Linked DNA regions of Mus musculus: region 1 is linked to region 2. A link is a contact called in public HiChIP or PLAC-seq data. All regions are on one chromosome and are shown on one strand. Each heading gives the region's core, a stretch centred on a gene start, on an enhancer-like site or on the middle of the called end of the contact. The rest is flanking DNA. Distances are from core to core; before and after follow the strand shown. Region 1 overlaps Ints3 (integrator complex subunit 3). Region 2 holds the start of Slc39a1 (solute carrier family 39 (zinc transporter), member 1).

Evidence for each region. HiChIP or PLAC-seq counts read pairs in DNA pulled down with a chosen protein or histone mark.
Region 1: an H3K27ac HiChIP or PLAC-seq map of microglia shows a contact between it and region 2, with 5 times the contacts expected there. The contact joins the enhancer-like site here to the promoter of Slc39a1 in region 2. A contact is called at or near these places in 9 of 39 promoter capture datasets (the 3T3-L1 cell line, the C10 cell line, cranial neural crest and 6 more), 8 of 115 datasets of contacts at active chromatin or transcription factors (the 230-238 cell line, bone marrow-derived macrophages, embryonic stem cells and 4 more) and 3 of 9 other capture datasets (adipose tissue, liver and pancreatic islet).

What each region holds. Positions count from the first base shown.
Region 1 is chr3:90,410,459-90,418,124 of GRCm38.p6, forward strand. It overlaps Ints3 (integrator complex subunit 3), which reads right to left. Exons shown (of 30, transcript NM_145540.3): 4 at 5,035-5,148; 5 at 4,700-4,784; 6 at 3,072-3,138; 7 at 743-887. Among named protein-coding and RNA genes, the nearest start is that of Ints3, 19 kb to the right of the region's middle. Within about 2 kb of position 3,928, at least 9 of the 459 cell types and tissues checked have an H3K27ac peak or open chromatin away from gene starts, as enhancers often do.
Region 2 is chr3:90,245,148-90,251,991 of GRCm38.p6, forward strand. Slc39a1 (solute carrier family 39 (zinc transporter), member 1) reads left to right here and starts at 3,045. Exons shown (of 4, transcript NM_013901.2): 1 at 3,045-3,112; 2 at 3,799-4,016; 3 at 4,179-4,309; 4 at 6,539-6,844. The coding sequence starts at 3,830.

The DNA.
Region 1 (7,666 bases), core at 2,678-5,177, 170 kb after region 2:
CAGAAAAGACAATTTGTCATAAAAGAAATTATCTGTATCTGTTTGGTCTAAACAAATACTGATTAATGACATGTGCCTATACAATTATGTGAATGCATTTTGAATTTTTTTTAGAGAGATTTTTATTTTATGTGTATCAGTTTTTGCCCACATGTATATATGTGCACAACATACCTACAGAGGCCAGAGGAGAGTGCTAGGTCCCCTGAAACTGGAATTCTATATGGCTGTGAGCCACCATGTAGGTGCTGAGAACCAAATCCGGGTCCTCTGTGAGAACGGCACCTGTTCTTAACTACTGAACTCTGATCTGATATTTCTTTTAACTAACTTTTCCTATGTAGTCAGTGTCCTCATAGCTTAGAGTTAGAATATCTTTCTTGGGAGAAACTATAGTAAATAATTCGTAACCACCCAAGTAAACACAACAATTACTTCTGGGGGAGGTGAGATTCATGTAACAGTGGACACACAATAGCAGCTGTCTGTTGTACAACAATGTAAGCTGGAACGGACCAGAAAAGCCCTGCGGATGGTGGCATTATATCTGACATTTCTAGGAGCAGGGGGTATTCCACTCCGGTTCCCTGTCCTTTGCTCCTGAGCTGTCCAGGGATGATGAAAATACCACATCTGAACCACCTGCACCCCTAACAAGGTATCTCTGGCCCAGAAGCATAAAGGCCACACGGACACCACATCTTGGCATCACTTCCTCATACTGTTTGTCCTGTTCCCTTACCCGTTCCCGAAGCAAGGAGATGCAGAAGTCAACTTCCTTCTGCCGAAGGGTCTGGAGCTGGGCAGTCCCATGGTGGTCCACAATAAGTCGGAGGTACGTGTACACAGCCATGGCAATGAGGATGCTGCTCTTCAGCACCCACTCCCTGCAGGAAGGGAAGACACTGCACAGACTGCTTGCCTAGACCTCCTCACCCTCATACTGCTGTGATGACACACACTGAGAACGGCTTCTGGCTTCTGAGGGTTTCACTCTGGCTGTTATACCCGACTATGAGTTGACTAACAGGTAAAGGTAACTAATTTCCCTCACCAGACAGATGCCTCACTAAGGTAGGTACCAAATGAAATCAGCCTCCTATAACATAAATACATTCACAGCTACCAATAAAGTAGCTGTGCTTGTTAACTCATTCAACCGCCAGAGCATATCATAGCTGAAGCGGTGTATGTTAGGCTTGGGAGAGAGGTAAGCTCCATTTTTCCTGCTGAGCTATGGAAAGTGTTTTCGGTCAGTAGTTCTCTTAAGTATGATGCAAAGACCTCTGGGGATTTCTAGGACCTTTCCAGGCCCTGGAGTTCTTAGAACACATTGTGCTGTGCTGTGCCTCTACCAGGTTTATTACGACAGCCCCCAAACCACAAACCTTTCCCAGGTTCTAACCATTCACCCCACCCTCAGATAATTAGTTGCCTGCCCTAACCCAAAATCGGGGAGGATTTGGGGGTGTAGGGGAGACATCTGATTTTAGATGGCAAAGCCCATTTCCCCAGTTTCAGAATTTCCGTGGAAAACAGAGTGATAAAAACATTATCTGTTTCCCGCTGCTTCAAAAGGGACAAAGGTAAAGGCTCAGTGGGGAGGGTCTAAGTGCCAAGTCGGCTGTAATTGCTTTGACACCCCTGCTGAAAGGCAGGGAGCTAGAGGAAGAGTTTAATTAATATAACCAGGCAACTTCCTGATTCAGGAAAAGTAATCAAGCTACTTAATTAACTAAAAGGCCAAGGCCTCTTCTTTTCTTCTTTCTTTTTCTTTTGTGTATGTGTGAGCTGTTTTTTGAAACGAGAGTCTTGCTATATAGCCCAGACTAGACTTGAATTCAGAGTAATTCCCCTGCCTCAGCCTCCCAAATGCTAGGATTATATGCATGCACTACTAGGCCCAGTACTGTCCTTTTGTTTTCACAAAATGGAAATGCTAGCCAAGGACATGCACTTCCTTTTACCCCACATCCCTGAAATACTGGGAGAGGTTAGGAAAACAGGGTGGTAAGCAGAACACAGGCTTCAGTGCCAAGGTGTTCCCTTTCACCCAACGTGTGAAGGCTCAGGCAGCCATGCGGCTGCTGTGTGACCCTGCATGGGAAATTCAGCTACAACAGAATCTGACACGAGGGACATTATGAGAAAAATCACTTTGGAGGAAGGTCACTAGCAGAGGCACAAATGTGCCATGAGGATGGCACAATGAAGAGGAGAAGCAGATGAAAGGGAGAGCCTCTCACCAAAGACAGCAGAGAAACACAGAGACCAAGAGAAAGAAGCAGAGGCCAAGTAAGAAACTCCTAGGAAGTCCCACTGCTAGTGTGATGACCAGCCCCAGGGCAGCTGCATAACTGGATCCAGGCCACGAGGTGGCACTACAGAGCAGGGCTGGGCAGAACATAGCTCTCGATTATGAAGAAACCATCCTTTTAATCTGAAATGAATATGAATTTTAGGCCTCTCAGTCATTTGGCTACTTGTTGTCTTTACTCAGAAAGAGTCACTAAAAGAAGTGATGCAGAAACTGGGACCCTATTAGCATCAAGGGGAAGCCACAAGCAAATTTACATACTAGAAGGGCCCTCACACAGCCCTTCACTTTGTTGGAGAACAGGAGCCAGAAGTTCAAATGTGGCCCCATGTCACTTTATAGCAGGATTCTCTGCTCCCTAGTCACCTACATTGGCCCTGTGACATTCCAAAAAAGAGCATGTGCTGGCCTGAGGCTGGGAGGGAGGAGCGTATGGTACCTGCCAGGCTCGTGTGGTTGGCTGGCCCCTCTGCTGAGCTCATTTCCCTCTCAGTCCCCCCAAACATAAACATTCCAAGGAGGTCTGGGTCAAAAATAAACCCTTATCAGATGAGACCAGATTTTCTGGGCTCTGAGATATTTTAGCAAGCGCCTTCTTTCCCATTCCTCCATCTTTTGACCTTAGTTCTCCATCTGCCACCATCAGGCCTGCCACACCTTCCCCTGGCCTCAGAGTGCTCTGAGCCACCAGCCTTTCTTTCCCATGTCCCATACTCACACCCCTCACAGCCCCACCCTTCATGGGAGACTCTACCTCTGCTCCGTCAGGATATCCAGGACACTTTCTGCCAACCAGATATTTTTGGCTGTAACATCGCCACCTGATTTCAAGGGGTGGGAGGGGGAAGAATCAGAATACAGTAGCTCTAATTAGCAACTCAGCTAATCGAATAAATCTCTTCAGTCATCCCGATGGTCCACTCTCCCACCACTATTGCCCTGAATGCTAGAATAAACCGTTCTCTCTTTTAGGATGTAAACATTTTCCCTTTGCCTTGAGAGAGAAAGAATGTTCTAGAACTGCTGCCCTCCCCCCCAAACCAGAGAGGATGATATTGTTCTATCCACCAGAACTGCAGAGGTAATGCTTTGTCCTTGAAAAGTGATGACTGAGAAAAACAGACCTTAGACGCCCCAGCTGAAAAGGCGGTATCTGAACCAGGGCCTAAAAGATGCAGGCAGCTGAGAGCAGCTGCAGTCTACTGTCTGAGAGTCAGGGTGGGATTCAGCATTCTGACAGGCTAAGGGATATCTATACACCAGCCTTTGGATCTTGCCACTGAAATCCCTGGAGCAGAATTAAAATGCAGTGTTGCCAGATAAAAATATTGGAATGAGAAATGGGGCTGAGAGTGTCAAACAGTTAAGAAAGTGCCAAGAAAGAATAAAAATAAATACTCAGCACACCAAGGCTACACATTGCTCTGGATCTCAGTGAAAAACAAGGTTAGTGTTCACCTAGTTGCATCACAAAGATTAGGGCCATACATGTGACGCAGTGACATCAGTGTAAAGAGAAAATCCTGAAGAAAATGCACAGCACAGCCAGGTGCCAAGGCAGGTAAGAAGCTGTCGCAGGAGGACTGTGGGTGTAAGGCCAGCATGGGCTACATAGCAGGACTTGTTTTATTTAAAAAGAAAAGGGGGGTGGGGGGGAGGGAGGAGCTGGACACGGCATACTCCAGAGGTGGAGTGCTTGCCCAAACTCACGAGAACTTAGGTACAGTTCTTATCGCCACAGGAAACAGAACCCAGACGCTGATGGTGAAGCAGAGCCACAGAGTTGGCCTCATTTTTATCTATTATTATTAATACTTTGCTTTGTTTCTTGTTTTAATCAGGAAAACAAAATGCAAACAATCTCAAAGCAGGAGAGGTGGCCTGAGCAGACTTTTCTCATATTCAGTATTTCAGAAAGATGTCACGGATTCGAAGATTAGAAAAACCCTAAATGTCAGGGACTATTCCGTGACACTGTCCCTCAGACTAGCTCCAAAATGCCAAAATCACTAGCGACCCAGTGTTTAGAACAGGGGCAGAGTCGGGGAAAGCAGAAAGGCAGAGAGCAAATGGCTTCACTCGATTCTCTCTGCACCCCCTTCCTGATCTAGCATGCTGCTCAACTCGAGAGAGATGAGTGGCTAACACAGACCAAACCTGGTCAGCTCTTAAGTTAGCAGGAAAGAAACCAAGGCAAGACTCACTAATCCAAAGACCCCTGTGATTTTCTGATCCATTTTCTTCTGCAACATATGTGGCCAGGAGACATCTACACTAGGGTCCAAACCGTATCACTTGAGTTCCTCACGGGTACTCAGCCCTTGCTTAGACTTATCTCTGGGCTCCTTCCCTTTCTTCTAGTGCTCTAGCTAGCAAGCTTACCTGCAATCTGCTTCATAAATGTCATGCAAACGCCATCAGCTCCCAGAACTCCACTCTTTACTAGTTCCCGAACCAACCACACCAACTAAAGGAGAGAAAAAGACATTCAGAGCAGAGATGTGAATTTGGAAAAGGAGCCAACTCAATTGTGCACAGTTTAGATGCACAGTAACAGAGCTGCCTCCCCAGCCTCTCTTTAGAAGGTTCACCTCCAGCCTACACCTCTGAGCTGTTTTCTTTTCTTGTTTGGAGCTGGAGCTTGAATCTAGGCCTTGTGTGTGCTAGGCACATGCTCTAGTGACCCTCCAGTGCCCCCTCTTTGCTTTTGGCCTCACCTGAGTACGGCAGGTATCTTGCAGCTTCAAGTACTTCTCCATAAGTAGCTGGTTGATCTTGTTCAGGACGATGTTCATACCATCACGACTCACCAGAGCCAAGTCCCGGTAACACTGTGTGGAATAAGGTTCGTGAGTAGCCAGTGAATGGAGATGTTGACCCCACAGCAACCATCCAACCCCAAAGCCTTCCTCTTACATAGAAACACGAGGATACTGAGAGGCAACAGAGAGGCAATGGAGCACTGTGTTCTCCATTCTTTCTTCTACAGGGCTCCTCCATTGCAAACCTACCCTCTTCTGCCTCTTGGATTAGGGAAAAAGGACTAAAAGATTCTCTAATAAGGCAAGAAAGTCTGCTGGGCAAAGCTCCTAGTCCTGTCCTTGTCCCCCAACCTCCCTTTTCAGGAAGTGTCATACTGTTTGATGCCACAAGCTGAGCAAACCCAGGTGGAAGCCATCTGTGTTTTATCTGCCAGTAAAAGGTCACTGAAAAATGGCTTTGGGTGAAAGTCAAAAAGAAACCCAGAGGTTTCTAGACATGCTGTAACCCAGCCAGATGCAGCAAAGGGAATATAAAGGGATCGGGGTCTGGGAGAAGGAACAGAAACAAAACTGTAGTTTCTTAGTTTGATATAGTTGTACGTGCCTATAATTCATCCCAGCATTTGGTGGTTAAAAGAGTGATCCCAGCACTCAGGAGGCAGAGCCAGATGAATCCCTGTGAAGCCAACCTGGTCTACAAAGTGAGTTCAAGGCTCGGGTTATATAGAGAAAGCTGTCTTACAACAACAGCAGCAGCAGCAACAACAATAACAAACTAAAACAAACCACAAACCTTTATTTTTATCTGTGAGTGTGTGGGTCAGAGGAAGGCTCTGTGTGGCAATGCTTTCACCCACTCATCCCCTTGCTGGCACCCAAACATGAGCTTTATTAACTAAATGACTTCTTCTGTTCTCTGAATGACCTTTGCTTTTGCCAAGTATTGACGTGTTGGGGAGTGGGGGGCTTAGCATCCTTCCCCCTGGAGATACGGAAGTGTACAAGTTTCTTCTGAGTCACTGCTTGCCTTTCCCTCAGACCTTCTTCTACCCTGCTTCTCTTCAATGAGTTCAGGCCTTAGGGAACCTCATTAGCTGCCTGGTGCACCTGCTGAGTTCTATCCTGTCATGGACTCAGCCAAAAGGGTAAAACTTAAGGAGACATCAGCTTCTTAGCTACAGAGAAACCTCTGTAATCTCAGCATTTGGGAGGTAGGAGGAAGACCAGGCATTCAAGGCCATCCTCAACTACAGAGAAAGTTTGAGAACAGTCTGAGCCACCTGAGATCCTGTCAAGAAGGTGGGGGGTGTTATAATAGTGACATAGGGTCCTGCCCCTAACCAAGAATCTATTTGCAATTGATAGCTGCTGGCAAAGGCAAAACTATCAGTGTCACTGTGTGTGCCAACCACACTCTGAGGCAGCTGCATGCTCAGGATTAGCTGGCCAACATAGAACAGACTCCATGCTTTTTTATTATGGAGGCTTCTGTTTCATTTTCTTTTGGCACGTTTTGGTCTTAGTGGGTCATTTTTATTACTTGTTTTGATTTTCATTTGTGTGTATGGGGTTTTTCATTTGTTTTGTTTGTTGTTTAGAAAGGGTCTCTACATAGTTCTGGCTGTCCTTGAACTCACTAAGCTGGCACTCATAAAGATCCACCTGCTCTGCCTCTCAAGTGATGGGATTAAAGGCATGTGCCACCATGCCCAAACATCATTCTTTTTAAAATTTTTATATTTTATTTATATGAGTACCCTGTGGCGGTCTTCAGACACTCCAAAAGAGGGTATCAGATCCCATTATAGATGGTTGTGAGCCACCAAGTGGTTGCTGGGAATTGAACTCAGGGCCTCTGAAGAGCAATCAGTGCTCTCTAACCGATGAACCATCTCTCCAGCCCCCTCTCCCTCCCCCTGCCATCATTTTTATGGTTTTGGTTTTGTTTTAGAGAGAGAACACACATAAAATTAGGTGGGTAGGGATATGGGGAGGATCTTCGCGAAGTTAGAGAAAGAAAAATACTCAAAAAAAATTTGAAGATGTTACTTATTATTTCCTGTATTTGTATAGGTGAGGAAGTAGGCTCAAGGAGTGAGGAGGGTAGGAGAAAGAAACAGGAGCATGGGGAGGGGAGGGAGCCTGCCTGGGATAACGTAAGAGACTGAAGAGAAACAGCATTAAAGTGCAGCTAATGACACTCATCTATAATCCCAGCCCAGACAGAATGAGGAGACCCTGTCACAGAACAAACAAACAAATCCAGGCTGCCTAATTCCAAAGTCCACCCAAAAGCACCTCACACAACTATGAAAACAAAATAAGAAGACAAGACTGCCAGTGATGAAGGAAAGAATTATGACATCTGAGAAATGACCCCATTATAAACTCTCTCACCCTAACATTCTAAAGCAAGGCAGCTCCTTGGCCTTGGCGGGAAGAGGGCTCTCATCACCTCCCCCTCCTGTGGTTACATCACTCATCTGATGAAAACAACAACAGAGATTCTTCACGTGCCACTTTTGGAGGCTCACACTCCAGAGAGAATTTATCCTTTGACTCTATCTAGGAGTAGATTGTTGAGAGA
Region 2 (6,844 bases), core at 1,795-4,294:
AAAAAATAGTGATTCTAAGATTCAGGGTTTGTTTTGCCTTGAGCTAGTGTCATCAGAGTTATGCACTTCAAGAAAAACAGTGAAGCCGGGCGTGGTGGCGCACGCCTTTAATCCCAGCACTTAGGCAGAGGCTGGCAGATTTCTGAGTTGGAGGCCAGCCTGGTCTACAAAGTGAGTTCCAGGGCAGCCAGGACTATACAGAGAAACCCTGTCTCGAAAAAAACTAAAAAGAAAAAGAAAAAAAAAAAAAAAGAATATTTGACTAAGCCACTGGTACAAACTGGAAGGGAGCTAGTGTGTGCTGACAGCTGAGCAACAACTATTATATATAAGCACTTTCACTTTCTCATATTGCTCTCATAGCAATACAGCTTAGCTTCTTTGTTTGTTTTTGTTTTGTTTTGCTTTGGTTTTTCAAGACAGAGAACGTTACAGGCCAGCCAAGACTATACAGAGAAACCCTGTTTGGGAGTACAGGGGGATAAAGAAAAAAAGTAAGAAAAAAAAAAAAAGGTGGCAGGTGGTGCAGGGAGGGGGGAGGATAAAGAAAAAAAGAAGAAAGAAAAAAAGAAAGAAAGGTGGTTAAATGCACTTCAAGAGGCCGAGGCTTCCAGACAGGCTGCTACATGCAGAGATGATTCAGTGGGAAATAAACCAGGCTTCTGTTCCTGCTAGGACTGGATGGAACTTCTGTCTTCATCTCACTTAACATCCCTCTTTTCCCTAAAGGATCAAGTTTTGCAGAGGAAAAAATAACTTCCTTAGTCAGATGAAGGTCAAGTTCAACAGATCTGTTTAACATGGAGACGAGAGTCAATAATGATGGATGCAGTTTACAGTTCAACGTCACTGAGATGATACTCTTCTGTTGGAGAATCTCCTACTCTCAAGAATTCTGCCCAACATTTTTTCTTTCTTTCTTTCTTTCTTTCTTTCTTTCTTTCTTTCTTTCTTTCTTTCTTTTTCTTTCTTTCTTTCTTTCTTTTTTGGTTTTTCGAGACAGGGTTTCTCTGTGTAGCCCTGGCTGTCCTGGAACTCACTCTGTAGACCAGGCTAGCCTCAAATTCAGAGCCTCTGCCTCCCAAATGCTGGGATTAAAGGCGTGTGCCACCACGCCCAGTTTACAGACTGATTTGATTGCTGAGAATCAAACTTGCATTCTCTGGAAGAACAGCAAACGCTCTCAAATGTTTAGCTGGTCTCTTTCCAGTCCCCTATTCAACTTTTAAAAGATTTGTTTTAAATTATGTGTACTTTTATGTGTGGGTATGTACACAGGCAGGAGGAAGCCATATTTATTTGGTCCCCATGGAACTAAAGTTAGAAGCAGTATGAGCTGCCTGACATGTGTGCTGGTCCTGGGACAAAGTGCTGCAAACAGCACTGTCTGCTCCTAATTGTTGAGCCAGAACTGGCCTCAAATTCATAAAGATCCTTGAACTCAGCAAATGTTAATTTATTTTTATTTGTGTGTGTTTGGTGCTACTGGACACATATTTGGAAGCCAGAGAATAACTTGTGGAAGTTGGATCTCTCTTTCTACCTCCTGGTGTGAGTTCTAAGACAAAAAGAAATAGATAAGCAGTGACCTGGTTACAGCTGCCGCTGAACGCCAGATCTGCCAACAGCAGGGACCAACGCTGAGCCCTAGATACTGCACCATTCCTTGAGGTGACCAGCCAGCAACCTGGTGGCAGGTTGACGACACTGGACACTTCCTCCATGGAAAGGACAATGTTTTGTTCTTATTGGAGAAAACACTGGATTTGCTTTTCCTGATTCTGCCAAAAACCACCATCCGTGGCTCCGGCCAATCCTGCTTCAGCCTCCCAAGTGCTGAGGTTACATGCCCATGTTTAGAAATCAAATAAGCCACAGGAGTCTAGGAAAAATCGTTTTTTGTTTTGTTTTTTAATTTTTTAAATTTATTTTTGGGCCCCCAATGGAAGAGCTAGATAAAGTACCCAAGGAGTTAAAGGGATCTGCAACCCTATAGGTAGAACAACATTATGAACTAACCAGTACCCCGGAGCTCTTGACTCTAGCTGCATATGTATCAAAAGATGGCCTAGTCGGCCATCACTGGAAAGAGAGGCCCATTGGACTTGCAAACTTTATATGCCCCAGTACAGGGGAACGCCAGGGCCAAAAAGTGGGAGTGGGTGGGTAGGGGAGTGGGTGGGAGGGTCTGGGGAACTTTTGGGATAGCATTGGAAATGTAAATGAGGAAAATACCTAATAAAAAGTTAAAAAAATTATTTTAAAAAATTAGGTATTTTCTTCATTTACATTTCCAATGCTATCCCAAAAGTCCCCCAGACCCCCCACCTTGTTTTGTTTTTTTAATCATAAGTTAATTTGTAGAAAGGATGGCTTTTATTTCATGCATCCATTCTTCCTACTTTTTTTTTTATAAAACTTTTTTTTTCCTTAGACAGGGTTTCTCTTTGTAGCTTTGGCTGTCCTCAAACACTGTCACTCTGTAGACTAAGCTGGCCTCAAGATCCACCTGCCTCTGCCTCCAGAGTGTTGGGAGTAAAGGTGTGAGCCACCACAGCCCTCTCATCGTCTTTTCTGTAGAGACTGGCTAGGCAAGCCAGGCAAGGAAATTTGTCCCAAAAAGGGAATGATTACCCTTTGGCCCAGTTAGGCACTAAAAGAGCCTGAGCTGTTAAGTGTCTGGGGCCAAGGCCAGACAGATACCCTGAGAAATGTAGGAAGAAATACTTGGAGTAAGGATAGAGAACCGGCCTTGCTCGCAGAGTTCCTAGCTCCCACTTCTATCAAACTCTTTCTGACTGGCTGGCCCCAGCGGCCTGCTAGTCCATGGCAGCTCAGGGGGCCCACCGCCCTCGGGTCTTCCCGCTAGTCCCCTCCCGGTTCTGGCTTCGTCTCAGCTCGCCGCCAGCCTAGCTTTCTCTAGTTTTCAGACTCTAATTGCTCGCAGCGCACGTCACTCTAGGCTAGGCTCCTCCCACTGAGCTCAGTCATTGGCAGCCTCGTGCGGGTACGCGGAGGCGGCGGGGGGGAGGGGAGAGGGGTGGGGAGGGGGTGGGAATTCCCGACGCGAGGCCGGAACCGAGCGACAGCAATGGAGTGAGACCCTCGGGAGGTGAGTGAGGCCTCGCTGGTCGCAGGGTCAAAGGCAGCTTCTGAGGCCTCCCAGGCTAGGAGCTGGGGTCTCCGTGTTAACATTTCCTCTGCTTCCTGCGACGCTGGCGGCCTCCGACCTGGTCTCCGAGACTTCCAGACGCCGCCCAGTGCGGGCAAAGCTCGTCCCAAGCCCCTCTTTGGCTATATGCCGAGACTACCTGTTATTTCCGGGAAATGGCCCTGGGGAGTGGGTAGTTAAGAGAGTCAGCCAGCCCCGAAGTTCCCCTGTTTCAAATCATCGGTGAAGCCATCCGGGACTTCTCTTCAGCTCCAACCTCCCTTTGCTACATGCACTTAGCAGACTGAGAGAGTGGTCTGCCTTCCTTAGGGAACCCCAGCTCCAGGTGCAGGTCCTACCTGGAGTCTGCACCTCATTTTCTGCGTGCTCCAGGTGAAAGAGTAATGTGAGATCTATATTGGCCTTCGCGTGCCTCAGTTTCCTCCTTGATGGTTCGCTGAACTTGGGGAGAGAAATTCGAAGGAGGAAATGCAATCCTGATGTTGGCGTGGATGAGTCACTTCAGCTGGGAAAGGCCAGAAAGTGGCTGGGCTGAGGGGAAGTGCATTCCGCTGACCAGCCTTCCCTTTTCCGTGACCCCTTCTTTCCTGTGACCATTCCCACCCATGCTAGTTTTCTCTGTATAGGTCCAAGAGTCACCGAGTTATCACAGCCACCATGGGGCCCTGGGGGGAGCCAGAGCTCCTGGTGTGGCGCCCAGAAGCAGTCGCATCGGAGCCCTCGGTGCCAGTAGGGCTGGAAGTGAAGCTGGGGGCCCTGGTGCTGCTGCTGCTGCTGACACTCATCTGCAGCCTGGTACCTGTCTGTGTGCTTCGAAGGTCAGGTGCTAACCATGAAGCTTCAGGTGAGTCTTTTCTGCTTCGGAGGTTGGGCGAGGTGACTGGGGTGGGGGGGGGGGCGGCGGGGGGGGGGAGCAGGAGTGGTCATGGCTTCTGTTGGGGTAGAAGGACTTTGAAGAGATTCATTTGGTTATATATAACCCCTTTTGTACTTCACTCTTGTTTAGCCTCGGGCCAGAAAGCCCTGAGCCTCGTCAGCTGCTTCGCAGGAGGAGTCTTTTTGGCTACATGTCTTCTGGACCTGCTGCCTGACTACCTGGCTGCCATAGATGAGGCCTTGGAGGCCCTGCATGTGACGGTAAGCATTGACTTCAACATGTGACCAAGAGTATATTATAGAACAGCTAATAGAAAACAGAGCTATAACCTGGGCGGTGGTGGCACACCACCTGTGAGTTGGAAGCCAGCAAGTTCCAGGACAACCAGGGCTACACAGAGAAACCCTGACTGGAAAAACCAAAAAAGAAAAAGACAAACATGGTTATATAGATCTCTTCAGGGGTCACCTCAGGGCTGCGGAAGGCCTTGGTATGTGAGTCTGTGAATTATGGATTTCAGCAACAGGATATTCTTACTGTGCATTCTTTCCCTGATACTAAACTCTGTGTGACCTCTCTATATTCCTTGATATAATGTGAGCAGCCTCATCAGGTGTGTGAACTACTCTGGGTTGCAATTCCCAGGAAGTTAACAATGTTCCAAGAATCACATTTCATACACTTATTTGCTTGTCCCTCCTTCATTCTCTGTCTCCTTCCCTCCTCTTTTTCTTTTTTTTTGGTTTTTCGAGACAGGGTTTCTCTGTGTAGCCCTGGCTGTCCTGGAACTCACTTTGTAGACCAGGCTGGCCTCGAACTCAGAAATCCGCCTGCCTCTGCCTCCCGAGTGCTGGGATTAAAGGCGTGAGCCACCACGCCCGGCTTCTCCTTTTCTTTTTTGAGACAGGTTCTCACTGTGTAGGCCTGGCACTTGTTTTGTAGACCTGCCTCAACTTTGCAGTGATCTTCTTGCCTCTGCCTCCCAGATGCTGAATTACAGGGTTGTGCTACCTCACCCCACATTCTCTTTCTTATTTTTCTTTCTAAATTTTATTTATTTATTTATTTTTGGTTTTTTGAGACAGGGTTTCTCTGTGTAGCCCTGGCTGTCCTGGAACTCACTCTGTAGACAAGGCTGGCCTCAAACTCAGAAATCTGCCTGCCTCTGCCTCTCAAGTGCTGGGATTAAAGGCGTGAGCCACCACTGCCCAGCCCTCCTTGTTTTTCTTATTTGCACATATTATACATAGTAATGGGCTTTATTATTACATTTTCATACACACATAAAGTATTCTAACTATATTCACTCCTATTAGATTTCTTGTTTCCCTCCCACTGATCATCCTCTTCTGATCTCTCTTTTGAGTGTGAGTGGGGTGTGTGTGTGTGTGTGTGTGTGTGTGTGTGTGTGTGTGTGTGAGACGAGTGCTTGACTCCATGAGTTTAATTAGGGTCACTTACATGAACACGAGCGAGGGCGCCTTTTTTCCAGTAGGGTCTATCTACGTAATGTAGACTGCGCTAAGCTCTTGGTTCTCCCTCTTCAATTTCCTGGGTTACAGGTATTCACCAGCGAGCTGGAGACAGATCACTGCAGATCTGGCAGCATAGGAAGCAATTCCCCGGGGCCAGATGTTCTCAAGAAAGTGGGATGTGGGGTTCAAGGCAAGGAAGTCTGATACAGAGTTGGAAGCAGTGCAGTCCCAGCACTTGCAAGGCTGGGGCAGAATGATCACAAGGAGTTGGAGGCCAGCTTGAACTATGAAGTGTTTTTCTTGGCTAGTCTGGGCTTCACAGCGAGACTGTCTCAACCCCTGCCTGCCTCCCAAACAGCAACATTCCAAAGAACTCAGCTTAGGAAAACCTGAGACGGTTGTTCAGCGAAGTCATCTTTTTTCCCTTGTGACTGAGGAAGTAGTAATGGGTCGTGACCCCTGTATACCTGTGACTGAGCGACCTTTGTCTTCATATGACTGTGAATGTCCCTGTGACATGTAGCTTTGTATGTGAACATTTGTGGCAGGCCCAGATGTGCCCCTTTGTATGCTTACATGTAACAACACTGTGTGCATATACATCCATGATTCAGCTTCGGGAAGTCTTGACCCTTAGGAAGGACTGACTGGGTAATGTGTGGAGACATTCTTGGTGGTCACAGCTTAGTGTTGGTGATACTGTGTTTGTGACTCACATCTGATGGGTAGAAGCCAGAGATGCTGCTTACTTACAGTATGCATGACAGTGATGGCAGAGATATTTACCCCAAAATATTATTAGTGCCAAAGTTGGTCTGCATGTAATACTTTGGATACCATTAGCTGTTCCATTAAGTGTTGTTCTGTGGTTGTGCCGCCAACGGACTTCATCATGGTGTGACCACAGGGGGCTTGTCTGTGTGGGACGTCAGATGTGTATAACAGAGCCTCTACCAGGCTTTGCATCTGATTTCTTCTGATTTCCTGAACTCTTGTTGCCACCTCTGTTCACAGCTTCAGTTCCCCTTGCAAGAGTTCATCTTGGCCATGGGTTTCTTCCTGGTCCTGGTGATGGAGCAGATCACGCTGGCTTACAAGGAACAGACCAGTCCACCCCACCCGGAAGAGACAAGGGCTCTACTGGGCACAGTGAATGGTGGGCCTCAGCACTGGCACGATGGACCAGGGATCCCCCAGGCCGGCGGAACTCCAGCAGCTCCCTCAGCCCTGCGTGCTTGTGTCCTGGTCTTCTCCTTAGCCTTGCACTCAGTATTTGAGGGCCTGGCTGTAGGGTTGCAGCGAGACAGGGCTCGGGCAATG